Regions from separate parts of the Anser cygnoides genome. Here all the other regions are linked to region 3. Evidence: chromatin contacts called from public Hi-C data. All regions are on one chromosome and are shown on one strand. Each heading gives the region's core, a stretch centred on a gene start, on an enhancer-like site or on the middle of the called end of the contact. The rest is flanking DNA. Distances are from core to core; before and after follow the strand shown. Region 1 holds the start of LOC106041672 (interleukin-1 receptor type 1-like). Region 2 has its middle 33 kb from the start of IL1R2. Region 3 overlaps MAP4K4 (mitogen-activated protein kinase kinase kinase kinase 4). Region 4 overlaps NPAS2 (neuronal PAS domain protein 2).

Region 1 (4,178 bases), core at 1,213-3,712, 220 kb before region 3:
GCCCTTTTACTTGCCTTAGGCATACTGCCAACTTTAAACACGGTAAAAACAGCTTTTAAAGACATATTTGGCCCCTAAGCAAACTTGTCCTTCAGGAAGCTGTGAAAAAGGCATAACCGTAGCTTTCTTTTCAAAATTTTCTGTCTTCAACTTTTTAAATGATTTTACTTGTAAATAATTTACAAATACATGGACATGACTGATTCTTGTAAAGGCCAACACAATGACAAATCATTCAGGATAATAGCTTAGAAAGCATCTAGATCCTTCAATTGTTTATCAGCACTTTGCTATTAATTTATTTAAGTGATTTTCAATATTGATCACTACCTACAGGCACTTGTTTCTATTAGGGGACCAACAGATCCTTAGTCTCTAAGCCATAAAGAAAAAAACAAAAATTATGCTTGAAGTGCAACTTGAGATATAAAGTGCCCCGATTTTGTAAGCACGTTGACATATGAGTCAACTTTTTATGTTTAACTAAAATTTTTATTAAAGTTTAACTGAAACGGGAAGGGGGGGGGGGGACAACAAAAACAAACAAAAGAAATGTACTTGTTGCAAAATACAACCACCAAGACAAGACCCCCCACAACAATTCATACAGCTCACACCTTCTTCCTTGGTGTGTTTACTCCTGTCATTAGGCTTTTTTAAGCAAAGCAAAGCAAAACAGACTTTCTACCAGTCGTACTTTGTTTCCCGTCTACTCTACCTGAGGTCCCAACTTTCCTGTCTAACGTGCTCAATATATGAGCCAGATGTAGCTGACCATATCCAGTTCAGCTTTGAGAAAAAGTGTTAGCAACCATATACCTAGATTCTGAGCTAAATGTTTTGTTACAGATACCGCCTCACCTTTCATCAAAGCACAGGGAGAGGGGGAAGAGAGAGAGAGAGATGGATGGATGTCCAGACAGACAGATGGATAGCTGTAGATGTAGGTAACTAGCCATGGATGCCAGCAAAATGAAAAGATACCTATCCACAAATTTCCACCTCACATCAAACTGGAGACAATGAGAGCATCCATGACACCTTCAAGGAAGTGAACTTACCAGTATTTAAATAAATCAAACCCAGTTCCTCCTTTCAGCATCAAGTTGAAGAAGCTCATTTTGTAGTCAGAGCTTGTAGCAGTTTTCTATGTCATTTCAACTCCTGATACCTGTCAGTATAAAGTAATATGAAAAAGTTGTTACTTAAATCGAAAGTAAATTATTACTTTTTCACCATCATTTTCAAAAAACAGAGCCATTTAAAAGGACCTGGAGGGCTCACGTAGATAAAACTGTAAGTATAAAAAACACAGTGATGCAAAAAAAAAATATAAAAATTAATGCATTATTCTCAGGGAAAAAAAATAAAATCAAATGTTTACCAAAACCAGAAAGTATTTCTCACTTGAGGATTAACTTAAAGGATCTAAGTTAAGGATTTTGTGTTATTAAACATTTGTGCAAGAGTTTTAAGTCAGTTCCCCAGCTTTCAAAGCATTCCAATTTCACAATCGGTATGAAAGACAAGTGTTCGTTTAGGAACTGTTTTTGAGAGTCTAAGCACATACAAGGAGTCCAAGTCAAACAAGACCGAAGTTACCAAGCTTATGAGGAACAAAAACAAAACGCATCCAGCGTTTTCCTGACATCCCTGGCGAAATTCCCCAGAGTTAAGAGCTGCTTCTGGAAACTTGAAAACTTGAATCGTGATTCAACTCGGTAGCTGTTGGGTGACGACCCACTCCTATCGAGCTTTCGCTCCATCGAGAGCTGTCGTGCAATGCCTTGGTTGCAACCATCCCAGCCCCTACGGCTGCTGCAGGGAGATCCGCAGGCAGCTCTACCAGGGCAGTGCTTTTGCCCAAAGCCTGCTCTTGTCATCGTAACTAACAGTTAAAAAAAAAAAAAAAAAAAAAGTCCTTGTTTGATCAGGGTTGTGCAATAAACAGTTGCTGTGGTGTTTTACCAGGTCAAGGAGATTTACGAAAAGCTTTGTCCTGCTTCCTGTTATAAGCCTTAAAACGTGGCACGCTCGGCGCTCCTACGCTTCTCGCTTCCCTGCAGCCTTTCCTACCTGCTCTTGTGCAGTGGGACACGCGGTGAAGAAGCACAGGGGCACGCCAGAGGAAAACGCCTCCCAACGAGGCTGCTCGGTGCCGCGCACGCTGCGACCCAGCGGCCGCCCGGCCCCCGCTGCCCCTCGCTGCCGCGGGGGGAAAATGGCCGCGCCCCCGCGCGGCCCGCAGCGCAGGGCCCTTGCCGCCCTCCCCTCCGCGCCTCAGTCCGAGGCGGCCCCCCGAGCCCCGCCGCCCGCCGCCCTTCCTCACCTCCGTCTGCTCCCCGAGCCTCGGCGGCCGCCCCGACCCCGCCACATAGCGGGCGAGCAGCAGGCTCCGCCTCGGCCGCCGAGCCGCGCCGGGGACTCGCCCCTCCCCGGGGCCGCCCCTCGGCCTGCACCGCCCGGGGGATGGCTCCGAGGGTACGGCGTCGACGCTGGCTGGTTTCCCTCAGGGATCGTGGAGAGCCGTGGTCCGGAGCCCTCCTCAGAGCTCCTCAGGGCCATAAACATGAGTTTATGAGTCTATGCTCGGGTTTGGAGCAGAGCTTTTTTGCTTTCTGTCAAATAAGTGGTTACTTTTTGTCCTGTTTGGTCATCCGTCCCTTCTGCTGTGTCAGGGCATCACTCTTCCAGTTCAAACAATTAGCTTTTTCCTTCTGGATTTCAGTAGTAACTGTATAGAAGTTCTCATTCGTTACTTGGATGGTGAAATTAAGCATGTTCAAACATAAAAATGTAATTTTTTCCAAACAGGAAAAAGTTCCTCTGGAATCGCTTCCTTGCCTATAGTTCTCAATTCAGTGTCCTCTCCTCCTTGAATTGGACTTAGCCTCCTTCATTTTGATTCCACCCAACATACTTTTGGTCACTCCTCAAAAACGCGACTGGAGGGTACTCAGTTATCGCTTATTCCCATCTCTGCTTTTATTCAAAACCTTCCACCTGCATAAACTCCATTGAGATTCCAGATAAAGTAAGCATTCATAATACAAATTATAAAAACGTAACATAAAAAGAAGGCTCCCCTTGTGGTTTGAACAGTTCCAAAAACAGTGTGAAGGGACTAGTTAAGGGGTTGGAAAAGTGTGGGAAGGAATGTTTTAAATTATTAAATGGCACAGCCAATCCTCTGTTCCACACTTACACAACGATTGCCATTTCCAAAGTGGAAAGCTTAGTCTTCTGGGGGGAAAAGGGCTAGATTGCTTGTCTCTTGGTTTCATTAACACTAATCAGAGAAAAGAAGGGATTGTCCTACTGGGCTTCTTCTGTGTTGACAATTTTAGGACGAAGAGCTTCCCTGAGCCATGGAGTTCTCAGAAAGGAAAGCCATGAAATACTTACCAGCTTATTGGATGATATAAAGCATGAGACAAAACCTTATGAGCTAGATGGGTAAATTTCTTTTCCTGTTGCCCGTGTGTTTATAAACCTTTGCAAACTTCTATTTATTTTAGCTCTGTTAAAGGAATATTTTAATCTACTTTTGCCTTCACAGTTTTTGACTCAAGGGTGGTGTTAAGGTGACTGGCTAACACTGAAACATTCATTTCATAGGCTATAACAATCCTAAGAACAAAGATACTAAGGTGCTGTGAGTGGCTATTTGTGCAATACATCATTCCACAATATCCAAAGGATGATAGCAATGCTTCCAGTTAAGCTGCACAACTAGACTGAAAGTCGGTGACTCGTGAGGGTTCATAGAAAGAAGTCTCTGCCAGTAGCTGGCAATAAGCAGGAAAGCCAGGGAACAGGGAGCGTGCCAGAAACCCATCAGTCTCATAGAAAGAGTAACACCTACATATTGGAAGATAAAGTAGTCATTTCTAGAATCTGGCACACATCACTATTTCCATAATTGTGGTATCTCATATCTGTCACAACCACACTTCTAAAGTTAAAAAAAAAAAACAAAGTACTCTCTGGCACTCATTTTACAGAAACTGATCATGTGGAACCAAAAGTACAATTCTGAAAGAACGCACGCAAGTGTCCGTACTGCCAAGTTGTGATTCAGTGGCAAAGTATGCATCTTTCTCAGAGTAGAGGATGTTTCCTAGAGTTTCCTGAGTGTTGTAGATGAATTTATCATGAAACATCTAGTAGGACTCCAG
Region 2 (4,322 bases), core at 570-3,069, 200 kb before region 3:
AAGCTGGTCTGCAGCTGTCATTATGTGGAAGTACAAGAAAAAGTGCTGGATTCTGCACCTGGGAAGGGGCAACCCTGGCTGAACTTAGACTGGCAGATGAGATGCTGGAGATCAGCTCTGCAGAGAGGAATCTGGAGATTTTGGTCGACAGCAAGCTGAACATGAGCCAGCAGTGTGCCCTGGTGGCCAGGAGGGCCAGCCGTACCCTGGGGTGCATCAAGCACGGCATCGCTAGTCGGTCGAGGGAAGTGATTGTCCTGCTCTGCTCTGTGCTGGTGCGGCCTCACCTCGAGTACTGTGTGCAGTTTCAGGTGCCACAGTATAAGAAAGATGTAAAACTGTTACAGAGTGTCCAAAGAAGGACTACGAAGATGAAGGATCTGGAGAGCAAGACATATGAAAAGGGGCTGAGGTCCCTTGTTTTGTTCAGCCCAGAGCAGAGCAGGCCGAGGGGAGGCCTCATGGCGGCCTGCAGCTCCCTCACGAGGGGAGCGGAGGGGCAGGCGCTGAGCTCTGCTCTCTGGGGACAGCGACAGGACCCGAGGGAACGGCATGGAGCTGGGACAGGGGAGGGTCAGGCTGGGGGTTAGGGAAAGGTTCTGCACCCAGAGGGTGGTCGGGCACTGGGACAGGCTCCCCGGGGCAGTGGTCATGGCACCGAGCCTGATGGAATTCAAGAAGCATTTGTACAATGCTCTCAGACACATGGTCTGATTTTTTAGGTGGCCCTTTAGGGACCCAGGAGTAGGACTCGATGGTCCTTGTGGGTCCCTTCCTACTCGGGATATTCTGTGATTCTATGAAGTGACAGCTAAGTTTACCCCAGCAGGCATCTGGGGTATATATGCTATCATTCCAGCTGTCCATGTATGCATCAGGTATTCACACCTCAGTATGATAGGTATGATACAGACTATCTTCAATATGCCTTTTCCTATACAAAAGTCATGCACATTCGTTTGAGCCAATTAGATGTATATTCCCATTATAATGCCTGCAGTGATGAGAAATCCCTGCAGAATATAATTTCATTTGTATATCTATGCTTACTGTTTGCAGATCTGATCCCAACTCTATAACCAGAGGAGAACTCTGCTACTTTACAAGGACTTTGATTTAGGTCCTAACCAGAAGTCAGAAAACATAATAAAAACATAATAAAAACTCTTTTCAGCTTAGAAACACTCACAAAAATGCCAAATGCATTACCTTAGGCTAAGATCTACTCGTCACAAACAGAACAGGATCTGTATCTTCACTTCATTTTTTCTTTCTTGGGTGACAGGTCTAACTTCCAGTGAAGCACGGAAGCATGCAGAGCTGTGGCTGGTCCTTTAAAATATGCTCATGACTGAGTACATTACTGAAGCCCTTTTATTTGTTAAAGATTAAAATGTCCTGTGTACAAACTTGTGCAGTGCCAATACTGTAGCTCACAGGCAGCACACTGTCTCGCTTTTATGACTCCTAAGAATTATTGCTGTGTTTGGGAAAGAGCCAAAGTAGAAGAGAAAGCCCTGTTCAGATGATAACCCCTTCATTATGCTGCATCATTTACTGACTTGTATCCTTTAGGAAGTCCAAACAGGAAACCAAGCCAGCCGTGTTTGTATGAAGCAGCAGAACATAAGGCTTTGTTATGTTATGATAACCAGGAAGTAACACATTAGGTTGTTTTAACTTCACTCTCTTACTTGTCCACTGAATAAGTGAACGACAGTTTGGTTTAGGCACAGACTCATGGCTTTAATATTTAAAGTAGATCTGAAACCTTTTCATACCTTCTCTCCAGTGTGCTACCTTCCCACTTTCCTTTATGTTGATGTACACAGATAAGACATTATTTGACATCATGCTGATTTTATTTATATCTCTTTTCAGTGAAGCTAATCCTCATTTTTCAAGCAGTTGCTGATTAAAGTCAGATGATTTGTTCTGCACGATAGCTTATGGGTTAACAAAACTGAAACTGTCACTTGCTAGAGCCCTGTGGCAGACAAAGAGAGATCTAAGGCCAAATAAAGGGGCCATCCAGCTCCGGTGACAATCTCACGTTCATGACTTTTGCTGCAAATACTTGTAAAAACATTATCTGAATAAGGCAAATACAGTTTGTTTATATTTGTCATACTCTTCTATTTTCCAGTAATAGTGTTTCAGGCATCCCGTCTGCAAAAGGTCATGCCGAGATTGCCATATTCATTAGTGACTAATTAACTCTATCACTTTGTCTAGTCCCTTTCTGAACTTCTTATCTTTTGTTGCCTCCGCAACATTCAGTGAATATTACCTGCAGTTTAATCATTAAACAGTAAAGGCACACTCTTATTAAAAAGTGATTAAAACCCTCTACTACTCTTTCTTAATCTGCCCCTCAATAATTTAACTAGGCACCCTTCACTCTGCTTATGTGAGAAAGAGTGAACACATCTTTTCCTGCTCACTTTCTCCATTACTATTAGTGACTCAGAGGAACCTCATGGCATTTCCAAGCTGCAGAGCCTTGTAGCAAAGCCAGCCCATACCACCATCCTGTGCGGCACCCTTCTCTGCGCTGGATTTCATTGGTGATGAAAGGACACAAAAGATATGCTCTTTCCAAGATGTTGGTGTACCTGCCTTGGTATAACCACCTAAAGTTACTCATTGAGAGATTTGAATTTAAATCTCTCTTTTATCAGTAAGAAGATTTAGTAAGATCCTTCCATGGCTCTCCCAACATGTTTCAATGAATTTGACTAGCCTAACAATTCTGTAGCTGGCACAAAGTCTGTCACCTCGCTACTATTCACATCACCTTTTTGTGAGCAGCATGCTGGAAGTCCTAGATCCCAGCAGAGACATCAGTAGGATCCCCCTGAGCACTCTCCTGGCAGGTGAGCAACACCAGCTGCATAAATCAGTGTAAGTCAGCTGATGGAATATGCTATCATTTTTACTTAACAGCACTCAAAGGAAATTGTGGACTAAAGTACTCCTGTCAGCAGTAGGAGTGAAGGAGGATGCCGCACCCTTGCAGGTTCCCCTGTAGGAGTCTGGCCCTGAGGGGGCTAGGGTTTAACCTAGAGAAGAGAAGGCTCTGGGAAGGCCTTATAGCAACCTCCCAGTACTTAAAGGGGTCCTACAAGAAGGATGGGGAGAGGCTCTTTGTCAGGGAGTGTAGTGATAGGGCATGGGGTAATAAAGTCAAACTAAAAGAAGGTAGGTTTGGATTATGTATTAGGAAGAAACTCTTCACTCAGAGGGTGGTGAGGCACTGGCACAGGTTGCCCAGAGAAGCTGTGGATGCCCCATCCCTGGAGGTGTCAAGGCCAGGCTGGATGGGGCTTTGGGCAACCTGGTCTGGTGGGAGGTGTCCCTGCCCATGGCAGGGGGTTGGAACTGGGTGGTCTTTAAGGTCCCTTCCAACCCAAAGCACTCTGTGATTCTCTGATTCCATTCCAGAATAATGAAAGCAGTTTGAAGCTAGAAATGATCAGACTTTGAAACTTGTCCCGGATTCAGCTGGAGATCAGCTTTGTTGTACTTCAGATCATGAAGGAAATTCTTGCTAGACAGGCAAGAGAAAGGAGTGACATGCAATATCAGAAGCATCATGGAAATTGCATTCCCATGGCGCCTCGGAGCTCAGTGATCACAGAGATAATTAAGCCACTCTAATGTGAATTGTATCCATCCTGCAGCTGAAATGCATACAAGTGCTATGTTTAGTGTTACAAGAAATACTGGTGTTTCACACTGGTACATTCTAGCCTATTTCAGCCACTAAGCTGCTCATGTTTTGTGTCAGCAATATTCCAGATATTACAGGTTGTGAATGAATTCTCAGGCTGAAGATGCCAAATAAATTTTGAAAATGTTGCTCCTTCTGATTGTGTTATCAGCACAGACTGGGAGGAAATTAAAATAAAATAAAATAAAATAAAATAAAATAAAATAAAAACATCAGTGGGAATCTACACATTCCTAACAATTCCTTGAACTTGAACAAGAAGAGCAGAGACAGGAGAAGGACATGATCTCTCTGAAGGTTCTTCCTGGAAATTAATTTCACCAAAATTAACTCATTTTAAGAATAAGTTTAAGTTTTAATAAATTGTTGTTTTCCAGGGGCTGAAGTTTTAATAATGAAAGCCCTGTTCTTCTATATTTACACTGGCCCCTACAATAGTAAAGGAAAATTTGCCATCTTACTATATGAAGTTGCCTAATTAAGTAATTTCCTTTCTCTCTGCCATTTTTAAAGCACATACTGTCAGAACAGCTTTAATTTGAGCCTGACTGTACCAATACTTACTCATTGCACTAAATATGTAACCAAA
Region 3 (4,526 bases), core at 1,731-4,230:
GATTTCGGGCAAACAACAACTCAGCATTTTCTGGTCCCGGCACATCACCAACAAAGGCTGAGCCAGAGCGAGCAATAGCCTCGTTAGGAAAACAGTTACAAAGCCTTCTCCCAGTTTAGCATTTTTAATTTCTGTTTAAGGTGATTAGATCCGTGATTTGGAAGTTGGGCAGAACGTGAGATGAAAAGGCAAGCGCGAGGCTCCAGGTCAGGATTAACCCCAATGGCAGCACGTCAAGGTAAAGGAGTTCATTTTCAAAGCAGCAAGCTCCCTTGGAGCAGGCAGTTTAAAGTCAGTGCCTGGCATTTCTGTTTTCTCATTATCGCTTCCTCTGAGGTACAACAGTTTAGAAGGAAAAAGGAAACAAAGCAACACTTCATCACCATATACACATAATACGGCACACCCAGTTCTTGCCCAACAAAAAACACCTCTGAAGCTATTCCCGATAAGCCAAGTAAAGCAAGCAACAGAAACATCATGGGGATGTGCTTCTGAGGATGGGGAAGTAGAGAAACATTACTAACAGTTACCACAGTGTTCCTTGATTTTCCTTCTGTCCTGTGAAAGGAAATGATTTTGTTCTTAGCTGATATACAAGAGACGGTTTGGACTTGTAATCTACTGGCAAGCCTGATAAAGGAGGCAAACAAGCTTTGTGTTCTCATTGAGCATGGTATTTACAGAAGAATTTGGCTCCTTCTGTCCTTCAGTCCTTCGCTGGGGGTAAACTGGCACCTACCAGCAGGAATTTCTCCGTTCAGCCAGGCCTGCCCTCCCCTGTCAGTGCTGAGGCACTTTTTTCCTGCAAATGCAGTCAAGGAAGGGGCTGAAATGGGTGCCAGCTTCCTGGTCTCCCCTCTCTATTCATGCAAAGTATTAAAGTCTCAGGAAGAGAGCAGGGTCGGTTCCACCACGACTTTCCTACAGCACAGCAGATGATGGAGCAGCTCTCAGGGGGCAGGAGGTAAGGGATCACGTCTCAGGGGAAGAGCTCAGACCCCAGTTTCCAGCTAGCCAAATGCTCTAGCTAATCCACTACAGAAGCACCACCAGCATCCCCATACGCTTCCTGAGTGCTCATGTGGCTGTGGAGTCCTCAAAGGAAGAGCCATTTTCTGCAGCCCAAAGGTAAGCCTTCAGCTCCAGTCACAGCCCCGTTGCACACAATTCTCGCCAGCGTTTCACTTGACCCATACGTGGCTGTTGAGACACACACGATTTGTGCTGATGGTCCCAGAAGATAGCAAGGCACTACCTGCAACACTGCCCGGAGCGAAAACGGAGCGGGCAGCACGTAACGTTATCAAAAAGGGAAGGGAAATTATGGGGGCTCACCCTGCCTAACCACCCTTCCCTCCAAATCATACCGTATTTTCTATGATATAATTAGTAGCAAACTGCCGTCTCCCCCATCATTAGAGGGACTTTTCTGCTACCACCAGCCCAGGCTGGCCTGCGGTCGAGCAGGGACCCCGTTCCTGGGTTGCCAGACCACATTTCTCTCTGCTTGCCCCGTAACTGGAAGCTCTCCCTGGACTTCCCGATTTATCACGCCATGTGCTGTCCATGCCCACAGCAGAAGGCAGCGCACACAGACAGAGGTGGACCCTGATGAGCAAGAACCCCCAGCAGCCTAGCTTCCCGTTCCCCTTTTTTCAAACCCTGTATTTTCCAGCAGCATTCCCAGAAGCCCACTTCAGAGTAAAAGATCCCCACAGGACAAGCAGAAGACGACGCGGCCGTTTTGCAGCCCAGGCCCAGGCAGCCCGCGGGGCTTTGACAGAAGGGCACGTCGGGCAGGAAGCCCCAGAAACCTGGGATCAGAGAGTCCACAGAGACTTAAAAACTTAAGCGACCTTAAAAACGGATTTCATGAGTAATTCACCCTTGACTGGTTGCACACCCATACGTGGGCTTGGCACAGTGTGGTCAAAGCGGTTGCTGGATGACTCTTATCAAGATAAAATTGGCACTGCTGAACTCTGCCTAAAAGCAAGGGCAACAATCGGCTGGTACGGGCATAATTTATCACAGCTCTTGCAGACGGAAGTTAAATGTGCCAATCACAGCACCTCCGGGCACCAGACCACAAACAAATACAAGATTTGCAAAGACCACCTGCAAAAGGAGGTCACGTCGATGCATACATCTGCATTAAAATAAAGAAAAAGTCAACCATTATGCAAACCGCTGGACACTGCATTTTAAAAGCTTATCGGGCGAGCGTAGCCGAGCTGACAGGGCCTCCGCAGGAGGAGGATGTGCTTGTTAGGGGTATCCCTGTGAGGTTGGGTTGACATTGCCTTCTCAGAGGAAAGGAGAGCTTGCTTGAGCAATTTGCTTAATGCTGCATCTATTTTAAGAGCAGTGACCCAGATCTTTGTTTTGTCAGCAGATGACTTGGGTAACAGAGATGAATTGACAAGGAGTTAAACCGGCATTGGGCAACGCCAAGGTGCTGACAAGCACCGGCAGGTGACGGAGGAAGGTGGCACCACCAGGCTCTTCCACCTGAGCTTAAGCTTCCCAAAATGCCGTCAGCCCGAGGGTCACCTGTGGCCAGATTAAAATCTGCCGCGGATATCGCCTTACCAGCTGTGTGACCGTACCACTGTGACCATACCCACGGGGTAAGCACCGCTCCGGCCACCACGGCCACCAGAAGAGCTGCAGAGACCACGGAGACGTTCAGACTGGGCCAGGATCGTGAGGCACTTGCCTGATCTCGAGCACACATTTTTATTACGGTTGATGAATACGCAGCTGAGCTGTTGGCAAACAGAGAGGAGACACTTCGCCCAGGCCCGAAGACACGGGGAAATGAGGGCTGTTAGCAGACAGCTAGGAAAGACAGAGCCAGTCAGGTGGCTGGTATTACATTTTCTGTCTGGTAAGGTCTTTTGTTTCAGCTGTCTCCAGCATTTCTTAAATACCTATAACCTTATGGAAAACAGACTGGGGAAAGATTAATTTCCCGTGTATCGGATATTCTGAAGGACGGGGCATTCGAAGCTCAGATATCATTGTGGGGAATAAAATGACAGAAAACATCTCCGGAGGGGGTCTTAACAGGGTATCAGGAAGGTCTCTCAGGAGACAAACAACCGCAGATCTGGTTAAAACAGGGGAGAGACTGCAAGCTAGCCCCCGGGCTGCACCCCTAGCTGGGTGAAAGTATTTTTAGCAACCCTGCTCCGCACAGGGACATGCTGATTCCTCGCAACAAAACTTTCGGCCCGGCACACCAATGCTTACAAAACATTTTTATTTACCCTCCACAGTCCAGAGTCTGCTGGACCAAAGCACATGAGCACTAAAGCAGCAGCAAGAACAGACTGTCTAAAACAGCAACAACCAACTGCTTATGCAGTTTGGTTTTTTCCCCTTGACCTCCCTCTCCATTCGGCATATTGCGAACACCACCACGTTGCCTGGCGTAAATTACGAAGTGGGGACAACATGGGTGCATCTGCTCAGCAGAAATCACCTGAGTGCAGAGCTCCCTGGGAAGATGAGCTGATGCAAAGGCTGGAAACGCGACCGGGCTGCTCAGCGCCGAGCAGGTGAAAGCTGCGACCTTTGCTCCGCCGGCAGCCGAGGAGAAAGCAAACAGGCACGGCAGCTACATGCAAACACCCTCCAACTACGCCTCTGTGGGAGAGGAGCAGCCAGAACCCTGCTGAAAAGGGCATCAAACTCTAAGCTGAAGAAAAAAAAAATGAAACAACAACCAAATATTTTCTGACTAGCAATTTAAGAATTAACTATCAAAGAAAAAGGGATTTTAAGGGAGAGCAAACGCCCCCCCTGCATTCACTCCTCCCCTCCTACCATCCTCGATGCACTGGCTGCTGCCACCACCATGGCAAATTGCTGCCAACAGCAGAGCAAGACACGGTTCTTTAGAAGCAAATACGCACGCCCGCCCTTTTAATAAGGGATTTTTAATAACATATAAGAAGTAGCAATAAAACCTGTGCTAATACAATACAGCTAATCAAATCTTTCTGATGCAATAAATTTCAGGCGCGGACCTCCCCGCGACACCAGACCTCCCTGCGTCAGAAATGGAGCCTTATCGCCGGCTCCGCGGGGACTGCTCTGCCCATCACCAGGACGTGGCCGTGCCCCGTTACACCCAAGGGCTCCTTCCCAGACGAAACAGGATCACCATGGGGGCGGGGGGCAGAAAAAAAGGCAAGATGAAGAAAAACGTCAGGATCCTGGAAGGCTTGAAAAATCAAAAGTAATTGAAAGCGAACGGAATTCGACTCTACTACAGATTTATCAAATATTTAATGCAGAAAACCCCCTAAGCATGCCACTGTCACCCGAGCTGGAGAGAAATGTGCTTCTTTCCTAGCATATGGCTTAATCTGCTCCCAGGATGCATCTCTTTGCTCGGTAATTTCAGTTTAAACAGAAATGAACTGTAGATGTATATTTTAGCTAAATGACTGGCTTCTTTAAACAGACCCTGGGTAAGAGGGGCATTAACCTCCTCTCCCCCGGCCTGCTCAGCA
Region 4 (4,529 bases), core at 910-3,409, 250 kb after region 3:
GCTCTTGGGAGTTACCTGCAGAGCGGTAGGTTGGCTGAGTCTGTGTGCTGATAAGTCCTGCTGCGTGCTGGGTGTCCTTTGCAAGGGGGTGCTAGCCTCTGCAGTCAGCTTTGTTGGTGTAGCTGCAAGAAAAGTGTGGGTGAGTTCTCACAAACTGCAAATCATCGCCATTGGAATTCAGGATTACAGTGAGACCTGGCTAGAAATGATTACGGCCTGGCTGAATTCCAGATGGAGTTGAGGCTGTTCTTGTTGGCTTCAATGGGAGCAAAATTAAACTGATAAGGAGGGTCTGGGCAAAGATAAAAGTCAAAGGGATAGATCATGATTCCAATGGGCAGAGCAAAAGGACCCAAGAGCTGTTCTAGAGCAGCTGGAACTCCCTTGCATGGACCAAATAACTGTAAATTTTGGTTAGCTCATTGGCTTTTCTTCCAGATCAGGGAGCAGAAAGAGTGCATAAGGTGTGCTCAAGTCATGGCTGGAACATCCTTAATCTTGGCCAGAAGAGCTACCACCCTTAGGCTGCTATTATTCAGGTAAGTCAGGAGGGGCCTCTCATTGCTCATACTGACACCCTCAAATCGGAATATAGAAGTCTTTATTTTCATAACAGATCTAAACAGCTGGTCTCATGGCTAGTTCTGCTACCCATTTTCCAGTGTATGGATGGTCAAACTAGACCCTTCCATCTCGTACATTACCATTGTAGATGATGCACCTCATTGCCACTGACAAACACATATCAGTACCTCATGTTAATTTGCAGCCGTGGTATATAGACACGTATTCTGTAACTTGGCTAAATGCAAAATACCGCAGTAACCCAGGAATGCCACTCACATGCTGGGTCTGACTTGGGTGTGTGGGAAGATTTTGGTGAGCTCCTGGATGATACTGAGGGTGTCCGGCTAGCACTGAGGATTGAGGCACCAATATCAAGTGCATTAAAGTGCTGTTCAGGATCCAAGCTGGAGCTACTGTCCTAAAACAAGCAGAAAAGAGAATAGCTATTGCACCTGTCAGGGTAAAAATATTTTGAAATGCACCTAGTAATACTTGCAGACCCAGTTCTTTGGCCGGCCTAAAATTACTTGAGCAGAACTAATCCCAGGTAGGCCAGCAGAAGACTTGGGCACAAGTGTCGATGTCCCTTCCAAATAGCATCTAATTAATCCTCTTTCCAGTGAACTTTCACTGAGGTGGAAATAAATAGGAAGCTACTGCCAGAGTCCTTTTGCACATTCAGATGTTTTTCTGAATGTGTGTTTTGCATACAGTTGGACTTGACAGCAACTGCAACCTCTGTGAGACACTCAGCTGTGTGGAGCTTCTCTTTCTTAACTCAGCAGATGTCCTCGATGTAGCCAAGATGGACTGTCAGAACATGTCCAGATGAATCTCAGAACTGTAGCACTTTGCCAAGGAAACATGAAGATATATCACATTGCCCCTGCCCATACTCCACTTAATTTAAGGCTGTCTGTAATCTCCAGGTTTAACCTTTCATGAACTTATCTAATTTATTTTAAAATTATTCAAGTGAGCAATGAATTCTGAACTTGTTAGGGAATCCACTCAGAAAGACAATGCTGAAATTTTCAGTGATGTTAACATAGGAAATAGTTGCAATTACTACATGTATTTATGAAAAAAACTTGTCTCATTGTACCTTTAGTGCTGAGGACACAACCTCTGAGGACACTTCTTCCAAGCCCATCTCCTGTCTCCGCTCTACCCGAACATCTGCGTAACTGAATGTAAAATATAATTCTATGTATCAACACGGTACCGTTATATTTCACAAAATGTACTTCAAGCAAATAGAGGAAAAAAAATATTGTGAAATTTTACAGGTTAAATGAACAGCTTAAAAAAATCACGTCAGATGCAACTGCACAACATTTGAGAGACTATGGTTTAATTTTAATTCCTTTCTCTACCTATCTTTTTGAAATCAAGAAGTGTATTAAAGAGTAGAGGTCAAGTTCACATCCTAAAACTACTCTGCAACTTCACTGAAAAGCTTCCACATATCTCTTAAAAAAACAGAACAGAATAAAACAAAACAAAACAAAACTAAAAAAAAAAAAACAAACACCAAGGATTTAAGGAACAGAATAGTAGAGGGAGATGTCTATTCCCTATTTTTGCACAAGATGGAAAAATGCAATAGTTACTCTCCCCCTAAACTTGTGGTCAATAAATGACGCATAGAATAGAGCAAGGCTTAGTCAGAGTATTTTTCTACAATGCAGATTTCCTTCAGAGAGTTTAGGCTTCATTTCTGTAGCATAAAAGACACGTCACGTTTCTAAGAGGAAACGTTTGCAGTCATGAGGATGCCCTTGTCTTACTGCCCTTTACATCCCCGCTGGTTGATGACAGTTTCCATACCTTACCACCATGTGTGTGCACACAATGAACTCTGGCTTGGAGTTCCACTGGTGGTACGTGATATAGTAATGGGTCTGGAGCCAGATCCACTGCTGTCCTTTGGTCAGAAACCGATAGCAACACGACTTCCCCTTGCCAAACTGCATCACTGTCAGGACAGAGTACACACAGCTGGTCACACGGTTATCAGCGTGAGAAGGACATGAAATATGAACAGTGTTACAAAGGTGTCCACGGCCCCACTGGTTCCCAAGGGAGATCAGAGCCCGAGTACCTTTTGAGTGTGTGGGCCTGTGAATCTTAGGATAGAGACGATCATAACGATCCGTAGGTGCCTTCTTCTGACAACTTGAACAGTACATTCTTTAACAGTACAATTAACTTTAATGCTAGACACAATTGCATTAATGTCTGCTACAACTTAAACATAAATCTTTCCCTGGTTTATGTGCTGCTCACATACTGCTTAATGAGGCATCTGGGATTAATTTCTAAGAGTGATCATCTGAAGATCTATAGCAGAAAAGTACAGGATAAAAATACTTGAAAAGATGAGTATTCCGTATGGATGGATTTTAGTGACTGCAGAATGAAGTGAGTATACGAGATAACATTGTGCAAACACAGAAATCATTTGAAACTGAAAGAAAATTCCCAGACTGACAAGAATTTGAAGTACAGTAAACTGTGGTATATTATAAGTTTCAAAGACTCAAGGACAAAACTAATGTCTGCTTTTTGTTCCAGCGATTTCAAGGGGATCCCAAAGATGCACATATTTAGCCTTTCTGTATTTTAATGTCAACATATAAAAAACTAATTTTGGCCAGATATTTTCAGGCCACCCAGAGGCAGTAAGACTGAGATGTTCCAGTCAAGCCTATAAGTAAATATTTAAAAAGGATTGCCTCATTTTCTTTACTTAGTGAGAGAGCTTTCCAATTAAATCTTAATAGTCTATCTTTAAATAATCACAGGTAATGTCAATGCCAAATACTTGGTGAGCAACATTACAGTAAATAATCTGCAAGAATTTTACAAAATGCAATCTCCTCAGAAATTGCTTGATCTATTCCTGCATATTCTTCACTAATAGAGCAGGGGTCAAATCTGGCATATTTTATCAATTCAGTGAGTCTCACTGACTACTTCTGGGAATAGGGGAGGTGAAAGTGCTCGTTTCAGAGCTGGAGGAATATGGCCCAGATGCTGATCAGCTGCGATGCACCCGATATGCTATAAATACACTAAGGCATATGGCTGTGAGGCAAAGGCTGGAACCTCACCTTCTGAGTTTTACACCTATTTTAACTGAAACTACATTTTACTGAAAAGAGGTATCCTGGTTAATTAATGGAAATGTGGGTTCTGCAATACTTACGGTGTTCATGGCACCTTGCGAGCAGCTCTAGGTCATCTATATGGTAATAGTCATAGCCAGAAGTACCCAGCACTTCAAAAGGCAAGTATCCTATAATCGGCGGTGCTCTGCATTTAGGCACAAGATAAGTGAATTCATACAACCAGGAAACAAACAGTGTCTCTGCATGTTGACATGGATATGCTAAAAGCCCAGATCTACTCTCACTCATAGGCATATAGTCCCAGCTGCCAGGGGACGTGATCCTGACTTTGCCCTGTTGTGCCTGGAATACCCGGCTGGGGTTTGCCTTGCATATGGGACCCGTACCAGCACAACAGTGCCTGTGGGCACCTTCCTCCCAGCACAAAACCTGTGATAAACCCTTCTTTTCAAGGAAAAGATGCTGGTGGAAAGCAGCTCTGTTTCTATGGGGCCTTCACGTGAAAACCTGCGGCAAAGGAGTTGTAACTCAGTGGGAACTGCACACGCAGTCATGGGCTGGAGTTTGAAAGAACGATTTCCACAGCTGTATAATAAGGAGTTGTTTTTGCTCTGGGACAGGTTTCAGTCCATTGATATTTTTAAAACAAACAAGAACAAGGTAATCACAAATTCTGCCTGAGAAGCAGTATAGCTTTCTTTTAGAAGACGGATAAAAATAAATGCAAGGTAGAATAGTAAACATCAGCTTTTGTAGGAACTTCAGTGGTAGTCCTCCTGTTCATGTGATTTAGATGTGAAACATAACACCATTTGAGAGAATTGCACT

The links. A called contact is a pair of places that touch in the nucleus more often than the background predicts.
Region 1: a Hi-C map of liver shows a contact between it and region 3, with 4 times the contacts expected there. The contact joins the promoter of LOC106041672 here to the enhancer-like site in region 3. A contact is called at or near these places in 2 of 7 Hi-C or Micro-C datasets (both in liver).
Region 2: a Hi-C map of liver shows a contact between it and region 3, with 1.9 times the contacts expected there. The contact joins two enhancer-like sites. A contact is called at or near these places in 2 of 7 Hi-C or Micro-C datasets (both in liver).
Region 4: a Hi-C map of liver shows a contact between it and region 3, with 1.8 times the contacts expected there. The contact joins two enhancer-like sites. A contact is called at or near these places in 2 of 7 Hi-C or Micro-C datasets (both in liver).

The regions. Positions count from the first base shown.
Region 1 is chr1:143,491,070-143,495,247 of Taihu_goose_T2T_genome, reverse strand. LOC106041672 (interleukin-1 receptor type 1-like) reads right to left here and starts at 2,462. Exons shown (of 13, transcript XM_013190243.3): 1 at 2,330-2,462; 2 at 1,062-1,171.
Region 2 is chr1:143,463,413-143,467,734 of Taihu_goose_T2T_genome, reverse strand. No RefSeq gene overlaps it. Among named protein-coding and RNA genes, the nearest start is that of IL1R2, 33 kb to the right of the region's middle. Within about 2 kb of position 1,819, at least 2 of the 3 cell types and tissues checked have open chromatin away from gene starts, as enhancers often do. A contact at or near this core is called in liver, where this site is marked.
Region 3 is chr1:143,268,010-143,272,535 of Taihu_goose_T2T_genome, reverse strand. All of the region lies in intron 2 of MAP4K4 (mitogen-activated protein kinase kinase kinase kinase 4), which reads right to left. Among named protein-coding and RNA genes, the nearest start is that of MAP4K4, 20 kb to the right of the region's middle. Within about 2 kb of position 2,980, at least 2 of the 3 cell types and tissues checked have open chromatin away from gene starts, as enhancers often do. A contact at or near this core is called in liver, where this site is marked.
Region 4 is chr1:143,014,116-143,018,644 of Taihu_goose_T2T_genome, reverse strand. It overlaps NPAS2 (neuronal PAS domain protein 2), which reads right to left. Exons shown (of 21, transcript XM_066984235.1): 10 at 3,779-3,885; 11 at 2,398-2,545; 12 at 1,673-1,754; 13 at 844-985; 14 at 16-122. Among named protein-coding and RNA genes, the nearest start is that of RPL31, 22 kb to the left of the region's middle. Within about 2 kb of position 2,159, at least 2 of the 3 cell types and tissues checked have open chromatin away from gene starts, as enhancers often do. A contact at or near this core is called in liver, where this site is marked.